Regions from separate parts of the Pan troglodytes genome. Here region 1 is linked to region 2. The links are chromatin contacts, called in public Hi-C maps. All regions are on one chromosome and are shown on one strand. The core of a region is the stretch at or near the end of the contact, and the rest is flanking DNA. Distances in the headings are between cores, read along the strand shown. Region 1 overlaps PKNOX2 (PBX/knotted 1 homeobox 2). Region 2 overlaps SLC37A2 (solute carrier family 37 member 2).

The links. Hi-C and Micro-C count contacts between places; a contact is called where the count stands out from the background.
Region 1: a Hi-C map of induced pluripotent stem cells shows a contact between it and region 2, with 3 times the contacts expected there. The contact joins two enhancer-like sites. A contact is called at or near these places in 3 of 7 Hi-C or Micro-C datasets (induced pluripotent stem cells and stem cell-derived neural progenitor cells).

What each region holds. Positions count from the first base shown.
Region 1 is chr9:127,375,404-127,380,536 of NHGRI_mPanTro3-v2.0_pri, forward strand. PKNOX2 (PBX/knotted 1 homeobox 2) reads left to right here. Exons shown (of 17, transcript XM_054661696.2): 17 at 25-2,247. The coding sequence ends at 251. Among named protein-coding and RNA genes, the nearest start is that of FEZ1, 61 kb to the right of the region's middle. Within about 2 kb of position 2,503, at least 5 of the 24 cell types and tissues checked have an H3K27ac peak or open chromatin away from gene starts, as enhancers often do. A contact at or near this core is called in induced pluripotent stem cells, where this site is marked.
Region 2 is chr9:127,027,585-127,032,727 of NHGRI_mPanTro3-v2.0_pri, forward strand. It overlaps SLC37A2 (solute carrier family 37 member 2), which reads left to right. Exons shown (of 18, transcript XM_508843.8): 11 at 1,087-1,149; 12 at 1,506-1,591; 13 at 2,100-2,148; 14 at 2,341-2,414; 15 at 2,670-2,748; 16 at 2,852-2,949; 17 at 3,229-3,293. Among named protein-coding and RNA genes, the nearest start is that of TMEM218, 17 kb to the right of the region's middle. Within about 2 kb of position 2,812, at least 1 of the 24 cell types and tissues checked has an H3K27ac peak or open chromatin away from gene starts, as enhancers often do. A contact at or near this core is called in induced pluripotent stem cells, where this site is marked.

The DNA.
Region 1 (5,133 bases), core at 1,253-3,752, 350 kb after region 2:
TCTGACCCTTGCTTTCTCTCGCAGGTTCCATCAACTTGGACAACCTGCAGTCCCTGTCCTCAGACAGTGCCACCATGGCCATGCAGCAGGCTATGATGGCTGCACACGATGACTCATTGGATGGGACAGAAGAAGAGGATGAGGATGAGATGGAAGAGGAGGAGGAGGAGGAGCTGGAGGAGGAGGTCGACGAGCTGCAGACGACAAATGTCAGCGACCTGGGCTTGGAACACAGTGACTCTCTGGAGTAGTCGGGCAGCCCAGATGGCACTGATCACTGAGCAGGAGAGGAGTGTCGCCGGGAGGCCTTCAGGGTGGGGGGGAAGGGGACACGGGCAGGAAGCACCGAGGGAGTTGGGCCCTAGCTTCCCCAAATCAGTAGCTTGAAGAAAGGCAAAGGAGACACCTGTTCCTTCCCAACCACCGAGCTTCAGTGAGGACCCCAGCCCCACTTCCCTGGAACTGCCGAGGACTCTGTTTGGCGGGGCCAGTGGAGCAGCCTGTATGAAAAGACAGGAGTGAGATCTGGACTCACCAAATCCCTGAGGACAGATGGCACCCATGGCCCCCACCCACGGAAGGACCTGAGTTGTTTACAAGCCCTGCACTGAGGCAGATTGGTGCTGTTCGCAGAGTAGGCCTTTGTCCGGGGGCAGACTTAGAAGGAAGGGGAGAGACAAAGGGGGACTGAGTTTCATCCCCAGAAGGTTCTCAGCTCCTTTGACAGACATTCAAGGGCAGGAGGGAGCCCCAAAGCATAACCAGTGGCCAGAGGAGTGGGAGGGCCTGAGGCATCACATCTTGCAGATCAGAATGGGATGGAATCCACCGGGCTCCAGCTCATCCCTCCAAGGCCCTGTCTCTGCACACAGCAACCATGGACATGGGAGAAAGGGATGGGAGCCACAGTGCCCTTCACTCTCTCCTGGAAACCAATTGTAAGCTGGTGGGCTCAACCTGTGGGAGGTTAAGAGGAGTCCCTTCTGGGTTGACTCCAGGAGCCAAGGAGATGGCAGACCCTGGGCTAGGAATCATATCGAGGTGACTTTGAGGCCACAGCTGTCCCTAGGTGATCACAGAACTTAGCTCCTTTAACAACAGGACAATGGTGTTTTACCCTAGATGTTCCCACCCTCAGTGCTCCACACCCTCCATAGACCTTCAGAGAAGGTGAAACCAGGTTATCTGGGAATCTTTCCACCCCGCAGGTCGCCACGGCCATCCCTTTGCTCCCAGCCTGGCTCCATCAGCCTCCAGCTTCCTTTCTTCATTCTGTCCTTCAGGGAAGGCAGAAGAAACATTGGAAAGCATCTAGTCCAGTGGGAAGCCAGGGGTTGGAGAAGGTGCTACATCCCTCTTCCTATCAATATCCTAAATGTGGGGGAGGGCCCAGAGAATGGCACCCAAGAGCCTGCGGGGATGCCCATCCCACACACCCCACCCACCCTGCTGTTCTAACCCTGCTATCCACAGCCCTGGAGGAACTGGGGCTCCTGGAAGGAAGAGGAGGCTCTCCACTGTCCACCCTAACACATACCCTCCCACCCACCTTCCAGACCCCCTTGGTTGGCACCCTCTCCTCCAGTTCCCTCTCACCCCATGGCTGTGAATGACAGGTCACACGTGTGTTTTCCATTGGGTTTAATTTAATGGACGTGCAGTTTCATTTGTAAATTGTGCATTAGCCATCTCCTTCAGTGGCAGGATGTGAGTGGCTACCTGGCTCAACTGGAGGGGACCCTCGGGGCCCTCTGGGGCTTCCCCTCCCCCACCTGGTTGGGGTAGAGCAAAAGGATGGTCACTCTTCTGAGGTCTCCCTGAAATGAATGTATTTCTCCCCCAAAAGAGCTGATATTTAATGTTTTAATAAGGATTTTTGAGAAACAAATAACCTTATTTATAATCTGGGTGATCCAATCATTTTTTACTCCCTTTTGATGCCATACATAGAGGAAAGTCTAGCTTTTTTGGCGTGAGACTTTTGCAATGTGCAGTGGGATAAAATGCATTTCCTTTTCTGGTTCATTTTTCTTGTTAACACGCGCGCACAGACACACACACACACCGTTCCACTCACCACCTGGACAGGCGTCCCCCAGCACGGACACGCTGGCACACAGGTGCCCACATCTCTTCCTCTCAGCCCCTCCACCTGCCTAATGTTATGCAACCTCCTTCTGATGTATCCACCAAACCAGTACTGAATGTGGCCGAGACGTTTTCAGTAAATCTTATTACCTACCGTAACCCTGGTGCACAATTCTCTTTCTGTGGTTGCTGTGGCAATCCTTTGCTCTTTTCATGGGACCCGAGGCCAGACAAAATTTGGAGGCCTCAGTATACACCTGACTACCCAGGGAAGGGGACAAGGTAGATGTGCGTCCTGCGTGAGCTCAGCTGCCCTGTCTGGGGAGGAAGAGCCAATTTCAGCACACTCACCTTGTGTGCGGCCAGTTGTAAGGCAGAGCTAGGGAGAGAAGGCAAGGAAGCTCTGCACTGCCCTCTCCTGACAGCTTCCCCGACCGCAGTGGAAGCTATGAATCTGGTCCCTCTTGTCCACCATACTCCACCTCCCTCAAAGGCTTTTGCTTTCCTGTCTCCATTCTCAGCCTTGAATCCCAGGGGTCAGCACCATAATCCCCCAGGCAAGAAGAAACTCGGGCAGCTGATCTCCACACAGAAGTGAGAGGCAGGCCTTCTTGTCAGCTCCAGACGAGAGGGTACCTTCTTTAGCCACACTTGCTGAGAGGTCTGGGGCATCTGTTTAGAAGCAGGAAGGGAGTGCCTTGTTCACATTCAGGAATGCTGGAGAGTTTGCACGTACTGGCAGATCACCCCATGGCCAGGTGGAAGATAGGGAAGCCAGTGGTTGGTTACACAGGCGAAGTGGGCTCTGACCAGCTCTGGTGGAGTTCCCTGCATCACTGCCCTCGGGGAGCCCAACCTCCCTCCCGCTCCTCACACCTGGAGAGAGTTCTGCAAACTCTACAGAAACCCCGCCTCTCTGGGTAGAGGAAGAAAATCTTAAGAACTGCAAGATGATTGGAACCTCACCTCCAGAGCTGGGAAGACAACAGTCCTCTAAGACAGTGGTTTCTAAGGAACACACTGTCGAAAGATATGCTACCAAAAAAAAAAAAAAAATCCATGCCTAAATTAGCCTAAGATTAACTGCATATTCTATTTTGTTAGTAGAGTTTCATCATGCACATTATTATACTAAAGGCTCTGAAAACTCCTACAGGAAAGAAACCTGTTGAACTTTGTTTCAATTGTTCCCAGATTTGCTCCACCTCCCTTTTTTCAAGTAATATCTATTCAAGTTACACCAATATTCCACAAAACACACTTTAGGGAACACTATTCTAAAGAAATTGCAGAGTAGCCTGTCCTACACTCTCCCTGCCAAGTTTTTCTATCAAGTTCTGCCAGCCATCTTTTCAACCACGCTGCCAACTGAAAGTGGGTTTCTTTCTTCTTTTTTTTTTTTTTTTGAGACGGAGTTTTGCTCTTGTTGCCCAGGCTGGAGGGCTGGAGTGCAATGGCACGATCTCGGCTCACCGCAACCTCTGCCTCCCGGGTTCAAGCGATTCTCCTGCCTCAGCCTTCCAAGTAGCTGGGATTACAGGCATGAATCAACACACCCTGCTAATTTTGTATTTTTAGTAGAGATGGGGTTTCTCCATGTTGGTCAAGCTGGTCTCGAACTCCGGACCTCAGGTGATCCACCTGCCTCGGCCTCCAAAATTGCTGGGATTACAGGTGCGAGCCACTGCGCCCGGCCTTTTAAAATTATTATTATTATTATTTATTTATTTATTTTTGAGACAGGGTTTCACTCCCATCACTCAGGCCGGAGTACCATGGCACAATTTCGGCTTACTGCAACCTCCGCCTCCCAGGTTCAAGTGATTATCCTGCCTTGGCCTCCTGAGTAGCTGGGACTACAGGCATGCACCACAAGGCCCAGCTAATGTTTTTCTTTTGTTTTGTGTTTGCAGAGATGGGGTTTTGTCATGTTGCCCAGGCTGGTCTCCAACTCCTGAGCTCAAGAGATCTGCCTGCCTCAGCAACCCGAAGTGCTGAGGTTACAGGCATGAGCTACCACTCCCGGCTGAAAAGGGGTTTCTGAAATCACTTGAGATGTAGGTAGTTGTACTTTTAGGAGCCAACAACCTCTCTCTGTGCATGACCCAAATGCTGCCCAACCCAAGGAAAAGACACGCCATAATCCCTGTGGAAATTCAAGAGATGGATGACAGGGCGAGGGGTAGGGGAAGGTTTCCTTTACCCAAAACAGAACTCTGATATCAGGGCTCTGGCAACTCTCAGACTGACTTCTGCCCCCCACCCCCAGACCCATCAGGAAAGACCTTTCAAGCTCAGAGATCCTGCTCATGGGAGTTGGTGGCCAGAGCTCAACTTACTTGACCGAGGATCCCCTCTCCTGCCTTGCATGGGGCCCCAGGAGGGCAATGACCACCACACTGCAGCCTGCTCCAATTCATTCCTGATGAGTCATTCATTATCTCAGCATGCATTTATCGAGCCCCGACTCTGTCCCAGGCACTGTTTTACAAGGATACACCTGTGGCTAACAAGGACAGAGTTCTTTACTTCAGGGAGTTTACATTCTACTAGAAACAACTGAGACTGGGCCAGGTACGGTGGCTCACACCTGTAATCCCAACCCTTTGGTTGTCCAAGGTGGAAGGATCACTGAGCCCAGGATTTTAAGACCAGTCTGGGAAACATAGTGAGACCCCTCCCCGCACCCGCCCGCATCTCTACTATTTTAAAATGAATATACATGAGAAAAAAGAAAAAGATTGAGACTGAAAGAGTGCTCGTAGCATCCTTGTAATGGCTATAACTATGATCTCATCCTTACCACAGAGAACTCAAACTTCTTCATTCAGAGTTGCAAAGCAGGAAGCTTTCAGCTCCACTGTGAGGTTCAGGTTAAGCTCAATTTTCAGACCTGTTTTGAGCCATATATTGTCGAAAAATTGTGTGCCAACTTTTAAAAGTTAGAAGGTTACACATTAAAAAATCAGATTCCTGGCTTCTCCTGAAAAATCGGGCAATCAGGCGACTTGGGACCTATATAATCCCACTTGGCCATGATTGAGT
Region 2 (5,143 bases), core at 1,562-4,061:
GAAGAGGGCCTGGTGAGTGACCCCACTCCTTGTAGCCTGGTGGTGACCCTGGTGGTCTTCTCCCAGTGGGACCTAATGTGATCGATGCCCCTGTGCCTGGATCTGCTGGGCTGCATTGGTGTTCTGCCCTGTCTCATGGACCTACTCCCGTCTGCCCCTGCCCAGGGATGTATAGATGAGAAGAGCTCACTTGAAAAAGGATGTTTCATGTCCACCTGGCCTGGGTCTCTGCTTTTCTATAGGTCAGGCTGCTCTACCAAACAGCAGCCCACCCCACCCTGCCCAGCCCCCAGGAGCCTCCAAGCTCCACCAGGGCTGAGGACCTGTCACCCAGTACTGCTGCCCTCCCTCCCAGCCCTGGGGAGGAACAACAGTGCCTTGCCACACATTGTGCTCGCTCTGAACAGGATACTGTAGGAATTAGTCATGGCCAAGTTCAAGCCATAGCTTGCCCCGCAGCTCTGTCGGGGCCTCTTTCGTGACAGTGTGGAGCGCTAGGGCAGCTTTGTGGACACCGTGACTCTTTGTTTTGTGGCCTTGGTGCTGACTTCAGAGTATGAGGCACCTTCGAGGGTGGGGCTACAATCTCAGCTTCTGGACATTCCTTTTTTAAAACATGGAGCCAAGGCCTGTGACCTGAGGCCCCTGTGTCCCTGCAAGTCTCCTTCCTGGCTCTGTGTATGAGCACAGCCTAAGGTAAACGGGAAGAGTTCCTAGTGCTGCTAGGGCCGGAGTGAAGCAGAGAAAGGGCTGGGCTGAGCTTCAGGTTGCGCTCCAGGGGAAAGGTGGCCACGGGACAGCAGGCTCGGGGGCCAGATCCCAGAGCTTGCCAGGGAGGGCTTGTTCTGAGAGGTGAAGGTCATCCTGCAGGGGAAGAGGGCAACACGGGACGGGACCAAGAGGGCGTCTATCCAAACTGCTGCATTCTCACCCTGTGGCCCTGGCCAGCCTGCTCCACAGGTCCCCAGCTCTTCCTCGGAAAAGGGGGCAGTGGTCTGGATCACGCTCTGCAGGGCTTCTAGCTGTGACACTCCAGGATGTTTGCCCCAAACCCCAGGTCTGACCACATACCTGTATTTTCCACAGCTCACTTTAGTGCCAAGGAGGCTGGGGACCTGTCTACACTCTTCGATGTTGGTGGCATCATAGGTGAGGCCTTGCCCTGCTCTGCCAGCAGGCTCCCTTCCCCTCTTTTCTTGTGGGGTGCAGGAAGAAGGGACAGGTCCAATGGGCTATGACCTGGGTAGGTGGCACCAGAGGAAAAATGGCTCCTGGGTTTATTCTCAGCTCTGCTCCTGCCTGGCTGGGTGGGCCTAAGAAAGATGCCCTTTTGTTTGGTCTCCAGTAGTGATGGGCACTACAGGAAGGGGAGGGCTGTGGAAAAAGCAGCTCTGCTGGTTCTTGCTGACAGGCCCAGGCCAGCACTGGGGCACAGCTGGGGTGCCAGGCGAGGGGATGGCAGGGTCCTGTCTGGGAGTCAGTGTGTGAGTGGCTGTGTGTTCCAGGCGGCATCGTGGCAGGGCTCGTCTCTGACTACACCAATGGCAGGGCCACCACTTGCTGTGTGATGCTCATCTTGGCTGCCCCCATGGTGCGTATAACCCCGAGGGTGAAGCGCGAATGCACGTGAGCAGGAGCCAGTGTGGGCCTCTGGCCTGTGTGCACGTCCACGCGTTACACACATTGATGTCGCTGTGTACGCGTGCACATGCATCATTGTGCACACACGGGGGAGGAGAAGCGAGGGTCAGCAGAGGCACCTTGGAAAAAGAGCCAGACTGCAGACTTTAGAGGGGGATTCATGACTCTTTGGCCTTGGTAGAGAAGGAGACCGCCTCCTAAACTTCTTGATCAAGGAAAGAAGAGATTGAGGTTGAATCTGAGAGAAGACTGTTTGGAGAAAGGGAGATGATAGAGTACCACGTTTTAGACAGTCCATCCCTGGGACATTTAAAGATCAGAGAAATCTGCATAGGCAGGGGAAAAGGAATAGGATGCCCTCTGGGGTTTCAGGGCAGGAGATTGTTGTTCCAGACCTCAGGGCTCCAGGCCGGCAAAGGGATTCCGGGTGACTCTGCCTCTCCCCTCTCCTCTCTCAGATGTTCCTGTACAACTACATTGGCCAGGACGGGATTGCCAGCTCCATAGGTGAGGAGGAGGTTGCAAGTCCTGCCAGGCCAGGGGAAAGGCACTGCCTTGGGGGCCCCATGAGGCTGGCCCACGGGGGGCACTGGCAGGTGGAGGGGCTGGGAGGGCTGAAGGCTGGAGAGTGCTCCTGCCTTGGGGTTGGGGCTGCGGGTGGTGCTGCTTCTCTGACTGGCTGTCTCTATGCTGTCCCAGTGATGCTGATCATCTGTGGGGGCCTGGTCAATGGCCCATACGCGCTCATCACCACTGCTGTCTCTGCTGACCTGGTGAGTGGGGCCACCTCCCGAGGGCCAGGGACCGCTCTGGGGGCTTGGTCAGGGCCACCATCTCCAGGTCCATTTCTCCCTGTCTCCCATCCCGCAGAGGAGAAACCGTCAAAGTCCTTCAGAATGCACCATGGGCCCCTCTCCTCTCAAGCCCAAACCCCAGTTACCACCTTCCCTGAGTCAGCCCCTCTCCTGTCCTGGTTCTGCTCATGCTGCTGCTCAGCTGGGCTTCCCCACTCCACTGTCTCTCTCCAGGGGACTCACAAGAGCCTGAAGGGCAACGCCAAAGCCCTGTCCACGGTCACGGCCATCATTGACGGCACCGGCTCCATAGGTCTGTGACTCTAGCTCTGTTGTGGGCCGGCCCCTAGGCATAGTGCCCTCCGGTGGGCAGGGGAGGTGCAGGACCCCTGCTCACGAGGCTGTGCTCCATTCAGGTGCGGCTCTGGGGCCTCTGCTGGCTGGGCTCATCTCCCCCACGGGCTGGAACAATGTCTTCTACATGCTCATCTCTGCCGACGTCCTAGCCTGCTTGGTAAGAGTCTTGGGGTACACAGATAGGTATTGAGGGATGCTCTGTCCTGCCAGACTGGAACCCTGGAGGTCCAAAGCGTTGGCCATTTGGGGTTCTGGGGCAATGAGAGCGGCTGCCCTTTGCTCAGAAGCACTCTCCCTACCCCGAGTGACCCCTTGCCAAGTGGCAGTGTGTCTCTCCCCCTTCTCCACTGCCGGTCCACGGGTCACCCTGGTGCTGGGCACTCAGTGCTCAGTGCTAACAGTGCCCTCCCTTCCCTCTGTGCCTTGTGCTCCACAGCTCCTTTGCCGGTTAGTATACAAAGAGATCTTGGCCTGGAAGGTGTCCCTGAGCAGAGGCAGCGGGTGAGTCCGGGGAGCTGAAGCTGCCCCTCTACCAACCTCATTTCTCGTGGGAATCAGCCCGGTGCTCAGTTTCTCCAAATGCAGGCTGAGGCTCGACCAGCCCAGACCTGAGGAGCACTGAGCCAGTCCCTGGGTGGCCCTCACCCTGCTAACCTGTCCTCTGTTGTCCCCGTGTATCTCTATAGCTCTAGTATGGTCCTAACCCACCAGTGATAGTATTTTCCTCAAGTCCCATGACTTTTGTGAGTATTTACTTCGAGTCTGTGACTCGAGTGCCATTTGAGTGGGGGCTGCATGCAAATCCTCTGTCCTGCAGTATGACTTTTTCCAACTTTCTCTTTCTTCTTGTGGGCCAGTTGTAAAGACTTTCAACCTCAGCAGAGCATGGTGCTTGGGAAGTGTTTTCCAAGGGGTCTGAGATGCCACAGAGGTTGGTGGCCTCTTCCCTGAGGGACAGTGTGAGAACTTTGGACATGCCCTCGGGGACAGAGGAGGCAGAAATAGGGAAACCAGTTTCCCTCTGAGCTGCGACTGAGCTGCAAGTGCCTCCTGAAGTTCAGAAACCAAGGTCATCTGGCCCCTCTGCCTGGGGTATGCAGAAAAAAAGCAACTACCAATCAAAGTCTCTGAAACAAATGTGAATCAAGCATGGGTGGCTGGCCTGGTGTGCTCTCTGCCTACTGTCTGGTGGTGGTGGATGTGGTGGTGGCATCAGCAGGTCAGTGGCTGAGGCTACACAGTGCTGGTGGTCTGATGGTCGGGCGACCCTCTCCCGCTGGCCGTCCTGAGCAGGAGCCTCGTGCTAACAAGGAGGCCGCTAATGAGCTGGCCGGAGCTGTGAACCTGGGCTGGATGGCAAATGTGAGGAGGAACCCCCTGGGACATGGTAACCAGCACGCATCTGGGGACACACTTCCACTTAAGGAAGACACCACCCAGGGGAGAGAAAGTGAGAGCAGGAAGACACACAACACAGGAAGCACGCAGAGCACCTGTCCTGCCCTGCCCTACCCTGGAAGAGGGGAGCAGGGGGCTGGACTGCATGACCCAAAGTTCCTGTGCCTGTGCTCCTTGGAGCCAGGCCTGAGGGTGGGAAGAGAAGAGCAGCAGAAAGGGAGGAAGATTTAGTGAGCAACTGCTCTGTGCCTGGAATTGTGTCTGGCTTTAGACATGTGAGCTTGCCTCGCAGCAGCTCTCATTGAAGGTGAGAGACAGAGGCTCAGAGCTCGGGCACAGCCTAACACTGAAACTGGGCCTGGGGGTTGTTTGCTTTTCTCTGGACTGCCACCGCTGTCCCAGGCTGGTCCTGCTCCATGGGAGGCCTGTGTGTGAGGTGTGCAGTGATTTATCAGAGCAGACAGAGCACTGTGCTTGGAATCCAAAAACCCCTGGACAGTCCTGCTTTCTCCACTCACTCCATGAGACCTTGGGCATAGCACTCCATCAGACCCAGATTCTCTGAACCGCCACATCTTTATGTATGAATGGGGATGCTTATCCCTGAATACCTGGCAGAATTGACCCGAGGCTGAGATAAGATGGGATATGTGATATTGCTTTGTAAAGCTGTCAAATGTGGCATGAACATTGTAAGGTTTTATTTAATTTCTTTTTTTTTTTTTTGAGGCGGAGTTTTGCTCTTATTGCCCAGGCTGGAGTGCAGTGGTGTGATCTCAGCTCACTGCAATCTCCGCCTCCCAGGTTCAAGTGATTCTCCTGCCTCAGCCTCCCGAGAAGCTGGGACCACAGGCATGCGCCACCACACCCGGCTAATTTTGTATTTTTAGTAGAGACAGGATTTCTCCATGTTGGTCAGGCTGGTCTTGAACTCCCGACCTCAGGTGACTCAC